Regions from separate parts of the Mus musculus genome. Here all the other regions are linked to region 2. The links are chromatin contacts, called in public Hi-C and promoter capture Hi-C maps. All regions are on one chromosome and are shown on one strand. The core of a region is the stretch at or near the end of the contact, and the rest is flanking DNA. Distances in the headings are between cores, read along the strand shown. Region 1 holds the start of Orc2 (origin recognition complex, subunit 2). Region 2 holds the start of Mpp4 (membrane protein, palmitoylated 4 (MAGUK p55 subfamily member 4)). Region 3 holds the start of Nif3l1 (Ngg1 interacting factor 3-like 1 (S. pombe)).

Evidence for each region. Promoter capture Hi-C pulls out the DNA fragments that hold promoters and counts their contacts. A called contact is a pair of places that touch in the nucleus more often than the background predicts.
Region 1: a contact with region 2 is called in a Hi-C map of forebrain, with 6 times the contacts expected there. The contact joins the promoter of Orc2 here to the promoter of Mpp4 in region 2. A contact is called at or near these places in 2 of 39 promoter capture datasets (hippocampal neurons and stem cell-derived epiblast-like cells) and 1 of 484 Hi-C or Micro-C datasets (forebrain).
Region 3: a contact with region 2 is called in a promoter capture Hi-C map of hematopoietic stem and progenitor cells, with 2.2 times the contacts expected there. The contact joins the promoter of Nif3l1 here to the promoter of Mpp4 in region 2. A contact is called at or near these places in 8 of 39 promoter capture datasets (the 3T3-L1 cell line, embryonic stem cells, hematopoietic stem and progenitor cells and 4 more).

Annotation. Positions count from the first base shown.
Region 1 is chr1:58,503,480-58,507,522 of GRCm38.p6, forward strand. It overlaps Orc2 (origin recognition complex, subunit 2), which reads right to left and starts at 1,630. Exons shown (of 18, transcript NM_008765.3): 1 at 1,293-1,630. Gm15834 (a long non-coding RNA gene) reads left to right here and starts at 1,637. Exons shown (of 4, transcript XR_865442.3): 1 at 1,637-4,043.
Region 2 is chr1:59,159,771-59,163,298 of GRCm38.p6, forward strand. It overlaps Mpp4 (membrane protein, palmitoylated 4 (MAGUK p55 subfamily member 4)), which reads right to left and starts at 1,866. Exons shown (of 22, transcript NM_145143.3): 1 at 1,762-1,866. It overlaps Als2 (alsin Rho guanine nucleotide exchange factor), which reads right to left. Exons shown (of 34, transcript NM_028717.6): 34 at 2,986-3,528.
Region 3 is chr1:58,443,735-58,447,531 of GRCm38.p6, forward strand. Nif3l1 (Ngg1 interacting factor 3-like 1 (S. pombe)) reads left to right here and starts at 1,417. Exons shown (of 7, transcript NM_022988.3): 1 at 1,417-1,900. It overlaps Ppil3 (peptidylprolyl isomerase (cyclophilin)-like 3), which reads right to left and starts at 1,752. Exons shown (of 7, transcript NM_001285827.1): 1 at 1,412-1,752; 2 at 855-905. The coding sequence starts at 857.

The DNA of each region.
Region 1 (4,043 bases), core at 380-2,879, 660 kb before region 2:
TACTTTATAATACAAGCCAGCTTTGAACTCATGACTTAGCAGCCTCAGTTTTAAGAGTAGTGGGATCATAGCTATGCCCCATTCCCAGATCTAGTATTTTAATCACTAGGTGAGCAGCCCTATATAGTCAAGGATAGCCACGAATCCTTGTTGTAAACGTGCTTAAACATTATGAGTGGTTTTTGCAAAATTTTCTGTAACTGTATTGTGATATTCTCAGCCACGAACTTTGTAAATGACAGCAACAAGGTATCCAAATGTCAAAAAGGCAGGGTATGCCTGTTCAGCCTCAAATGCATTTATACAACATCTCCGATTTTTAAGATATTTTATGTAATACAAACAAAATCACCTCAACTGAAATTCCTACCAAGACCTCCTAAGAGAATGTCCCCTTCTTTTCTGCAATTCCTCAGAAAAACACTACCTAACAGATACACAAGAAAACTGCAATCTGGGAGGCTGACTAGACAGCTCAGTGGCTAAAAGCACGTGTCCTGCAAGCGTCAGAATGGGAACTGAGATCCTTGTAGTCATTTAAAAGTTGAGGAGCACTCAGAACTGGGGAGGAGGAGAATGGGGTTCCCCGAGGCAAGCTGGTTAACCAACAAGGACCCGGTTAGAGTAAGACCCCGCCTCAGTTAAGAACGATCCAAAAAGACATCTAAAATTAACACACACTACCGGCACATATGCACCAACATCCACATGAATGCACATGCCCATAATCAACCAATGAAATGCAGATATCCACAGGGAGCATCTATAACGGATAGTGATTATCTGTAGGGCTAAAGGGTCAATTCTCTTCACAGTCAACTAACTACAAGGCAGCACCAAGTGTTGGCAGCCATGCACTTTCCTCTGGGAGTAAACACATTTTTCAAACCAAGCACTGCCCCAAGGAGACCTTTAGGGACACCCGGCCGGGACAACAGAACAGACTTCAGCAGTCGTTCCATCCCGCGATCCCTTGAGCTACATCCCTCCGAGTTCCTTCTCCTCTGGCAGAACACTGCCATTTTTGTTACAGTTCCTTTTCATTCTCTTCTCAAATAAAGGGCCGGGTTAGCCGGAAAGCAGGCACGGTCCGTGCAGGAGACTTCTCGCCACAGGACAGCCTTGGCTTTCGCAGACAGCGCCTCTCACCCAGGGGGGCTGCTCCCCAGCATCCTCCAGCCTGCGCCCGGCGGCCTCGTCATCTCCCGCCATGGTGGGCGAGCGGCAAGGCCACGGGTGTCGGGGGAAGCGCGCAGTGAGCCGCGGCTGCAGCAGGGCGCACTGGGACTCACCTCTCGAGTCCGAGCCGGCGGGAGGGAGAACGGCCGCGAGGCTCACTTGAGCCGCCAGCCAGGACTCCCGCCGCCGCGGAACACCCCAGAACGGCCCGGGGAGGCCAGCGTCTAGGGAAAGAGTCGACCGGTCCAAGCCGAACCTGCGCGCCCAGCAGGGCAAGGGAGCTGCGCGCAGCACACTGAATCCCCGGCCGCCGGTGGGCGGTGCCCTAAGAAACCAATGGGGAGCCGAGCCGCCCAGAGCGACGGCGCCGCAAGCCCGTTGACTCGGGCCATAGGCCCTCGCTCAGTCGGAAAACAGATCCCCCAACCAATAGTGGGTTCCCGGGCTTTCCTCATCTCTTCAGTTTCCGTTTCCGGGGGAAGGGACCGTGCGCGGAGCACGCCGGATCTCTGGAGAGACAAGTGTGTGCTAGCTGTCTGGAAGTTAAGGGCAGCGTCCCCGGTTGTACGGTTGGTTGGTGTTTTATGTCAATCTTAATATTGTTAGTCTAGCTGCTCTGAGGAAAAAAAAAAAAAAAAAAAAAAGATAATGAAGATGGATTCGCTTGAGGAACAGCGAATACCTGCTCGCATATGATGCAAAGGGATCTCAAGGGTTTGAGGGAGGGCGGAGCCAGAGCATGAACAAGAAAATAGGACCATACAACTAATGAAATAAAGACACGAAAAGGGGGCTTATACAGAGGAAATGAGAAGGAAAACGAGTGAATCTGGCTGGGATACATGAAAATATTTGTTTACTAACAGGACTACGTCATTTGGATTCGCTTATTCCGAACTTATCATACTTAGAACCAACAGTAAGAATACAATACTCAAGTAGAGGCACCTCTGAATAACTGAGCTTCTGGGTAATTGAACGAGAAGAAACTGAACATACAGTCTTGGGGAAAGTGCTAGAATAAGGCAGCTGAATACTTACTCATTCTTGCCAATGGATATAAACACACTGGCTATAAATGTGATGCCTAGAGAGCACAAATCCCAAAGTTCCAACCTTTGTATCATTTCATTGAGCTCTGAAAATCAAGCTCACAACTTGGGTTTGGTTCACTATCTTAACACCACCTTGTGGTTAGGTTTTTGTTTTTAACCATATCAAGGACCGTCCGGGGCTAGGCTGGTAACTGGGCTTCCAGGTGACCTGCCGGTGGTTTGCTTCTAGGTCTCATCAGAGCTACCTGGTGGCAAACTTCTATTGCACATGCATTGCGTTATTTCAAGTCATACAAAATGGTTTCCAAGTTACAGAGAATGATTTTTAAGTTATGTTCCTAACAGCAGGGCACAGGATTATATAATTATAAGACCAGAAGGAATCAGGAACACTTTCCTTAAAGGAAGAGATATGAAAACTAAGGCCTGAATTGATTTGAATTTTCTAGGAAGAAAAGCAAAATGAAAATAGATGAATAAAGTGTCAAAGTGTCAGATATTATGAATTACAAGTTGGTACTTAAGGGACTGGCCACATTTGTATTGAAAGATTATCTGTGGAATATAATAGTGGGAAGGAAGAAATGGAGTCAGACTTTTTGGGAGCTGTTTAGAACAGTGGTTCTCAATCTTCTAATGCTGGACCCTTTAACACTTCCTCATGTTGTGGTAACCCCTGATCATAACGTTTTTGTTTGTTTCTTTTTGCTACTTCATAACTGTAATTTTACTACTGTTATGAATCATAAATGTAAATATTTCTGGAGATAGGGGTTAGCCAAAGGGGTTATACTTCACAGGTTGAGAACCACTGGTTTAAAGATTCCAATTGAGAAATGTGAGGATACTTTACATACATCCGTATTTCACTTTTGTTGGACAAATTATTTAATCCGGACCCAAATTACTACCCACCTTTGATCATTTAGTTTCCGGATAAAACATACACACAACCTTTATAAACCTTAAACAGCACAAGAGCTGGGCAGATACCTACCCTCTATGCTATTAGAATCTATTTTCCTATAGATAACCCAAGTTATTACTTACTATGTTTCATCAATAGGAGGGAATTCATGCCAGGTACTGTTGAAGGGCCACAACTTGACAAGACAGACTCCATCTTGTAACCAGACCTCCATTTTATACACTAGGCCCTGTTCTCGGTTAAACTCTAATTTATTAAAAAACAAACAAACAAACAAACAAACAAAAAAACAGCTGGGTATGGTGGTGCACACCTTTGATCCCAGCACTCGGGAGGCAGAGGCAGGCGGATTTCTGAGTTCGAGGCCAGCCTGGTCTACAAAGTGAGTTCCAGGACAGCCAGGGCTAAACAGAGAAACCCTGTCTTGAAAAACAAAAAACAAAACAAAACAAAAAACAAACAAAAAACCCCCCAAAAAACAAAAAAAAAACAAAAACATACAAACAAATAAAAAACCTTTCCAGGAAGGAACCACCCTAGACATGATCCACCAGCAAGAAAATACCTAACGCTCTATATCTGTGTAGATAGATATAGATAAAACTGCTTAAGCCAACTGAAATCATTGTTAGACAGTCATATAACTGCTAAGTTGATAAGTTCCTCACCTTGCTGTAACTGAAATAAAAATGTTAAACCTTAGGTGCTTGAGGCCTTCTTTGCTACCTCACATTGATAGAGGAGCCAGAAGGTCCAAGCTTGAGTTTGAATAAAGACTCTTTGCTTTTGCATATGAGTTTTATTCCTGGTGGTCTTTGGGGACCCTTGGATCGGGGCATAACATTTGGGGGCTTGTCCGGGATTCCCATCCCCCCAGGACT
Region 2 (3,528 bases), core at 616-3,115:
GCCCTGGGGTGCACATAGCACTCATCTATCTGCTCCAAGATGGTGCATTTCCAGCTGTCATGTTTATACCTCAGCCGGCAGGATGAGGACAGGGCGAAGGAGGCAAGGGCAAAGGGAAGGTAGGGGTCTCAGGGAAAGGCTTAGAACTTGTTCTATGTGATAGATAATCACTGTCCCTGCAGAATGTGCAAGTGTCTAACTTCATGTCACTGAAGAAACAAACATAAATCAACCCCAGAATGACCTGAATGTATAACTCAACTTTTCAAGCAGTGGTGGCGCACGCCTTTAATTCCAGCACTCAGGAAGCAGAGGCAGGTGATTCTGTGAGTTTAAGACCAGACTGGTCTACAGAGCGAGTTACAGGACAGCTGGGGCTACACAGAGAAACCCTGTCTTAAAAAACACAAAAACAAACAAACAAACAAAGTTTCTTCTTACAAACACAAAATAGTTTGCAAGAAACCAATAAATTTGAAGAAACGCTACCATCATAATTGAAGAATTAACACATTGCACATTAAACCTTACCAAGTAGTCTACCAAATCAGAAAATCATTCTATCAGCGCTAATCCTGCTTGTGACTCAGGAAACCACTACAGCACAGCACTCCTGGAGTCTATTTACTCCTGCATTCAAAGTTGCTACATCCTTTCAGGGTTTTGTGTAGGCTCACATGTGTGCTTCTGTGCTATCTATCCACACTCACACGCTTAAATACACAGTATCCACATGGTAGGAGGGAGCTGTTTTCAGCTATCTTGCTTTTGGTTGGTTTCCTGTTTGTTTGGTGACAGAGTCCCATGTAGTCCATGCTGGCCTCAGACTTTCTCTCTAGTCAAGGATCACCAGATGCTCTCATCCTCCGGTCTCCACCTCCCAAGGGCTGGGGTTGTGTGACAGGCATGTGTGACCACAAATGGTTTATGTGGTGCTGGGAACTGAACCCTGGACTTCACATATGCCACACAAGCATTCTACCAGCTAAGCTATATCTTTCTTTACCTTATCCTTTTTATTACTGGTGGGGCACTATGTGGATTTAAATAATAACCTTATGTGTTTAAGTGCCTTGGTTTGAATTGCGCCAGAATGAAGGATTCTAGACAGGTGATTTATAGGGTAAAGAGGTAGGGAATAAGAAAAGGCAATTAAAAACTGTGTTATAAAGCAAGTGGTCACCATGAATACCTGGAATGTACGCAGCATTACCTTAAAATTCAGCTTTGGGTCTCTGGGGTAGCTCAGCAGGAAATGCATTCGCTGCCAAGTCTGATGACTTTGAACCCACATGGTAGGAGGGAGCTGTTTTCAGTTGTTCTCTGACCTCCACAAGCACCAGGGCTTCCACAAACGCATGCGCGCACACTTGCACACAAGCGTACACACACACACAATTAAATTGTAATTAAACATTATAATTAAAACATTTAAAGCATTTCCTTCTGCTTTAAAACAATTGCTATTCAAAGTCCTGACCTCTTACCCACTAGGCTTGTTTTCTAAAGTATTTTTCAATATGGAAATCTTGAAAAAGCCCATATGCAACCCTCCCTGAGAAATGGCCTGCTGGCTTCCTCTGCATCCAAGGCCCTCACAGAAGATGGGACAGTTTCACTTGAACTCTTTGACAACGCACTGTGCCACGCTTAAGAGATGGTACTGTAGGACAGTCAACCACTTTAACACAGACTACCCACGATTATCTGTAGCTGCTGCTGGTGCCTTCTGGAAATGCGGCATTGCGAGCAGACTCTTACCTGCAAGGATGAAAACACAGTGTTGCTCCTGGCAAGAGAGAAGCAAGCAGGAAGCACCAGGAGGCTGCTAGCTGCCAGTCACCTGATGCTCTAGAGAAAAGCTCTGTGCATCCTCTTTGGCATAATCCTGCCCTTGCAGGCTAACCCTGGACCTCTTCTAAGCCTCCGCAGCAGCCCTAGCTGTCCCTGCAAGGGAACATCTCATTTACATTATCCTCCACCACAGTGAGCTTTCTCTCACATGAGTACTACACTCCCATACAAGCCCTTAATATTTCTGTTGACTGTTTCCAGATAACAAACACCAATCGCCCCCCTTCAAATCTTTCCTACTTTTAGTTTGTTTTTTTTTTTTGAGACAGAGTCTTATGTAGCCCCGGTAGCCTCAAACTGTGTGTATAACCAAGGATAACTGAACTTCCTCCACCCTCAAGGGCTCAGACTACAAAGGTGTGCCACTACACCCACCAGAGGCTTTTACTTTTCTTAACTTCAGCTTTTCAAGGCCTAATGCAGAACACATCTGCGGGGCATAGGCAGTGGGAAAGAGTAGAGGAAAGTCGGGAAGCTCTGGGTTGGAGTCCCAGCGCAGACACAGCAAACTATAGCTATTCACCGATAGGGAAAGGGAGCCCCCAGACTGGCACTGCTGAGGGCTGCTGTGAGTTACATAGGTGCTGGTATTTCTAGTCACAGACAGTGCCTGGAGATTTAGGGTTTTCCACACACACATGAAAATTTATTGTTTTAAGCTGCAACTCAAGAACTGTGTAGAATGAGGAAAATACAGTGGTTAGGCAGCTTCTCTTAAAACTGAAATTAGAAGATTGAATTGCAACGGGTTCTCAGAGATGTGAGATGGCATGCTGCCATTTGAGAATTTCTCTGGTCCTATTGTCCAAGTTTCCATCCATTCCCACTATTAGCCCCTCCTGATCTTTCTCTGAAGGAGGTAGGTGTTCAATTACTTTGGCTTTACTAGCCAAATCTGGCATTTGTGTCTTGGCTCACAAACTAAAAATATGCGAAATGAGAAAGAGTTGGTCCCTCTCCACAGGGAGCAGCTCGGCCTGGCAGAAGACGGTAGGCGGAGAGATGCGGACAGTGCTATCCTCCTAAACCTGTTCCTCTAGCCCTTCCCTAAACAAAAACAAAGCCCACAACTGTCTTACTCACAGCAGCAGTTTTCCTTGGAGACCTTTGTCTCTGGGTTATCGGGATCAGAATTAACTTGCTCTTTGCCAGAAATTGGCTAGTAGTTAAGTGAATTAAAAACCCCAGGGGTTCCTGAGGTCTGAGGCATGGATTACAATGTGGAGAAAGAATACTGTAAACTGAGCACTCTTTAAAGTACAGTCTGCCCCATGTCATTTCTTCCACAGTCATAGAACAGCTTCGTAGAGATGAATGTCATTTATTATGAAAACTGCTGTTACATTACAGCCAACATTCCAAAACAGTATGTTAACAAATGCTTGTCTTGATTATAAAGTAGCTCGGAAATCATGATCCTTTTCAAAAGTAGTTGCCGCCTGCTGAGTCATTTCCCATGAGTCAGGCCACTGCGCTCGCCTCCGAGTACAGCAGATGAGACAGAAGAGCACCTGTGGTATCCAAACAGCTACGAGTGGCACTGCTCCAGCGCACACCCACAACCCACACTTGTGAGGCTGCTTGTAAAAGAGCAAACCGTGGTTATGCGGTGCTGTCACAATACTTCTGAGGTGGGAGAATCCCATGTGCGTCTCTCCTTCCTTCCCTTCTGAG
Region 3 (3,797 bases), core at 167-2,666, 720 kb before region 2:
TCAGGGTCCTTTCAGCAAAATCTTGCTAGTGTATGCATGTGCCTGTCTTCTTACAACAGTGTCCCGCAGTGAGTGGGCCAGGGTGGAGGTGAGTGGGGTGCTTCAGTGGACACAGGAGCTACACTCCCTGCTATTCTACCTGTGCTGCTCATCTCTGCGGGGAAAGGGCACACTGTTTGCTCGTTTATTTCCTTTTGTGTCTTTTAATGAAAGGTCTGAGACTGCGACGGCCTATAGAGGCTGGGAGCAAGGTTACCTCCTGAGTGCTGGGACCACACCAGCAGGGTAACGTTGTAATGATCATGTCCACTTGTTTATTCTACTTTGTTCCCTCTATACTGGTACACACAGTCTCTCCCTCGCCACATCCCCTCCCTTCCCCTCTCCTTCCTTATCCTAGGAACGCACTCTGCCACTGAGCTACACACTCACTATCCTGTCTGACTTCCTCCAAAAAAATATTCATTAAAAATTAAAAAACAGCCAGTCGTGGAGGCACATGCCTTTAATCCTAGCACTTGGGAGGCAGAGACAGGCGGATTTCTGAGTTTGAGGCCAGCCTGGTCTACAGAGTGAGTTCCACGACAGCAAGGGCTACACAGAGAAACCCTGTCTCAAAAAACCAAAACACACACACACACACACACACACACACACACACACAAATTAAAAACCATGTAATGGGCGGCTGAGAGGGCAGGCTTGGCAGGTACCAGGACTTGTTGCTTTTGCAGCAGGGCCTGTTCAGTTCCCAGCACCCACATCTGCTTGTGTCTCCAGCTCCAGGGAACCCAAAGGGGTTAGAAACAAGCAACCAACCACCCAGTTAGAATAATTCTATGATACATACTCACCATTTTCCTTCTTGATGGTTCTAGGAAGCACTGTTTAATTTTTCAAATCTCCTACAAGAGAGAGGAATTAGTTCACTTTACCCTATCAAGTTCCCACCATACTTGTTCATCTTTATGGTAGATTTACAACGAAAAGCTTAGACTAGCATCCTCTAAATGAAAATCCTATCATAAAAGTGTTGATCCTACCCAATGCAACAAGCCACCCCAGTGCGCACTTACTTTACTCATTTTCTTCAAGGCTTTCTGCAAGGGAGGCATAGCCCCACCTCCAGGTCTAGTGCTCTAGATAGGCACTTGGAGCTCCCTTTACCCGGGACACCTACTTTACTTAAGACGTCTGTACAATACATTTCTATACTTCACACTTTTGTTTTGTTTTTTCCCAAACGCCACATCTTGCTAACTTATCAATCGTATTTAAAAGTCCCAGGAATACCATCTCCAGCCCGAGAGTTCACCACGAGGATCCCAAGAAATAAATTTGCACCAACGTGGGGCGCAGCAGGCGTTTGAGTGCACGGAGAAAAGGATAAAAGCCTTTCCCCCACACTCACCCACTGCGCTCAGCACCACTGCTGCGGGAACGGAAAAGCCTCAACTACAAGGGCCGGCATGCCTGCGGGTTCCAAAGGCGTGTCTGTGCGCCACAGAAGTGAAGCCCGGAGCCCTCCGCAGGGGACGCCCTACTCTCCCGTCAGTCTCTCCTCATCACACCGACTAGGACTCGGAGGACCACGCACCTCACCCCTCGGCCCCTGAGAGCTCTACCCACAACCTCACTAAGAAGCAGAACCCGCTGTCGCCCAGCAACTTCATACAGCGGCCTGGAGTGGGAAGCAGAACGCACAGGACCAATTCCGCCCAACTTCACACAGCGGCCTGGAGTCGGAAGCAGAACGCACAGGACAACTTCCGCCCAACTTCACACAGCGGCCTGGAGTCGGAAGCAGAACGCACAGGACCACTTCTGCCCAACTCTTTCCACAAAGCCAGGAGCTTCAGAGCAGAGCGGAAGTGATACACTGAAAGAGCTTCTGCGACTGGTGAGTTGTGAACCACTGAAGGGCTCGCGGGGGCTGTCTGTTCTTCTCGCTGGAGGTGCACATCGGGCTGGCTGTGGTGACTGCAGAGGGCCGGGGGAACATGAATATAGAAGGAGAGGTTGCAGATGAAAACTGCCTTGCTGCAGGAGGGGTGAGGGTGCTGACTCCAGGAATAAAGGCTATGCCACGCGGCCCTTGATTATTCTGGAAAAGGTCTTGAGCCATGCGTAAATGAAAGAAAAACCACACGCAAGTGCAAAGAGAGCTCTCGTGTAATTGAAAAATAGCAAGTGGCTGTTCAGAGGGCTAAAGATCATGTAGATTGACAATGGATATTCCCATCTCTCCATTGTACGGCAGCTCCAGCCCATTCAAATAATGCTTTAAATGTGTCTGTACTGTGAGCACATTGTCCGAGAAAAACACCGGGACGTGGTCGTGTCATCTCACAATAGAAGTTTATTGTATAACAAGAAAGCCACAAGTTACATCAGTCTCGTTGGTAGCTTGTTACAGGATGTTTGGTCACACTGTGAACCCCCGAGATTGTGTTATTTACCGATGGTGGGTGGGAGGAACCTTTCTAGTTGTGGTGTGCCCTTAGCACACATCTTTAATCTCAAACAATGAAGGTAAAATTAGTTTGTAGAAGGAAGCATCCATGTTTGAAAGTGATGTCTAATTGAATGGCAGACAAAGTGAGGAATCAGAGAAAGATTTGACAGAATAGGATATGCCCAGCTCTCTCCAGAACAGGGAGAAAAGATGGGCTACTTAAGGGGTAGTGCAGAGAGAGACTGGGGGCAGTTTTTACTGGGACAGTTATATATAGAGAGGATGCAGATAGAGAAAACAAGCTATGCATAAGTGAAGACAGACTGAGCCAAAGAACAAGAAGCAGCCAGAAGATTAGAGAGGATTGTCAGGCTTAGTTTGAGGCCATGCAGAACCATTCAGTCAGAGGCTGAGAGAGAAGCCAGATGAATCAGGCAGCTTGGAGAGGAGTTTGAGCCAGAACAGCTGAGTTGAACCAGCCAGCCAGCGCAAGCTCAGAAAGAACTAGAAAGGGTGAGCTTATTCGGCAGTAATTCTCAGAGTCTGAAAACATAATAGGCCTAGATAAGATTGTATGGAGGCTATAAGCTTCCAGAACTAGGCCTAGCTTAGCAGAGAGATGGGAGACGACAATTATACCAGGTGAATAAAAGATACTTTTACAATACCTGTTTGAGGCAAACACATTTCCTTTATTCAATTCTATTAACTCTCAGATTGCACATCACACTGTTTTGAGTTGTTTTGGTTCTTTGGTGACACTACTCTCCCACCATTCAGTGCACAGCCATGGAATATGTGGGTAGGGGCCCAGTGCTTTTCCTCTCTGTTTCTCTGTGTAGCAGTTGACGTGTGTTCAGGGGCAGCAGTTCTGGCCTTTTCTTGCCTTGGCTCTGTGCGTTTGTGGAGTGACCTGTCTGCCTCAGTTCTTGCTCGTGCTGCCCTAGAACTGACTGTATAGCTGAGGCTGGCTTACCCTCTACCTCCCTTGTGCTGGGATCACAGATGTGTGCCGCCACACCCAGTGGTGCTGGGGACCAAACCCTTGTGCATGGTAGCTAAGCACTCTACCAACTCAGCTACAGCTTAGCCTCTTGAATGTGTTAGTTTTATTCTGTCTACGTGAATATCTTGGAGTGTGGGTTTGTGCGTTTGTGTGCAGCAGAGATACAGGGTGTAAGGTTGAAGCAGTGGTGGGCAGAGCAGGGAAGGTGTAAGAGGGGCTGAGCATTTATATTGCGTCATACTCTGCTAGGTGATATACTAATGCCTTTGAAGAAAATGAAGAGGTCAGATGACTTGGCCGAGCCCACCATGCTGCAGGGTGGCAGGGCCACTGTTT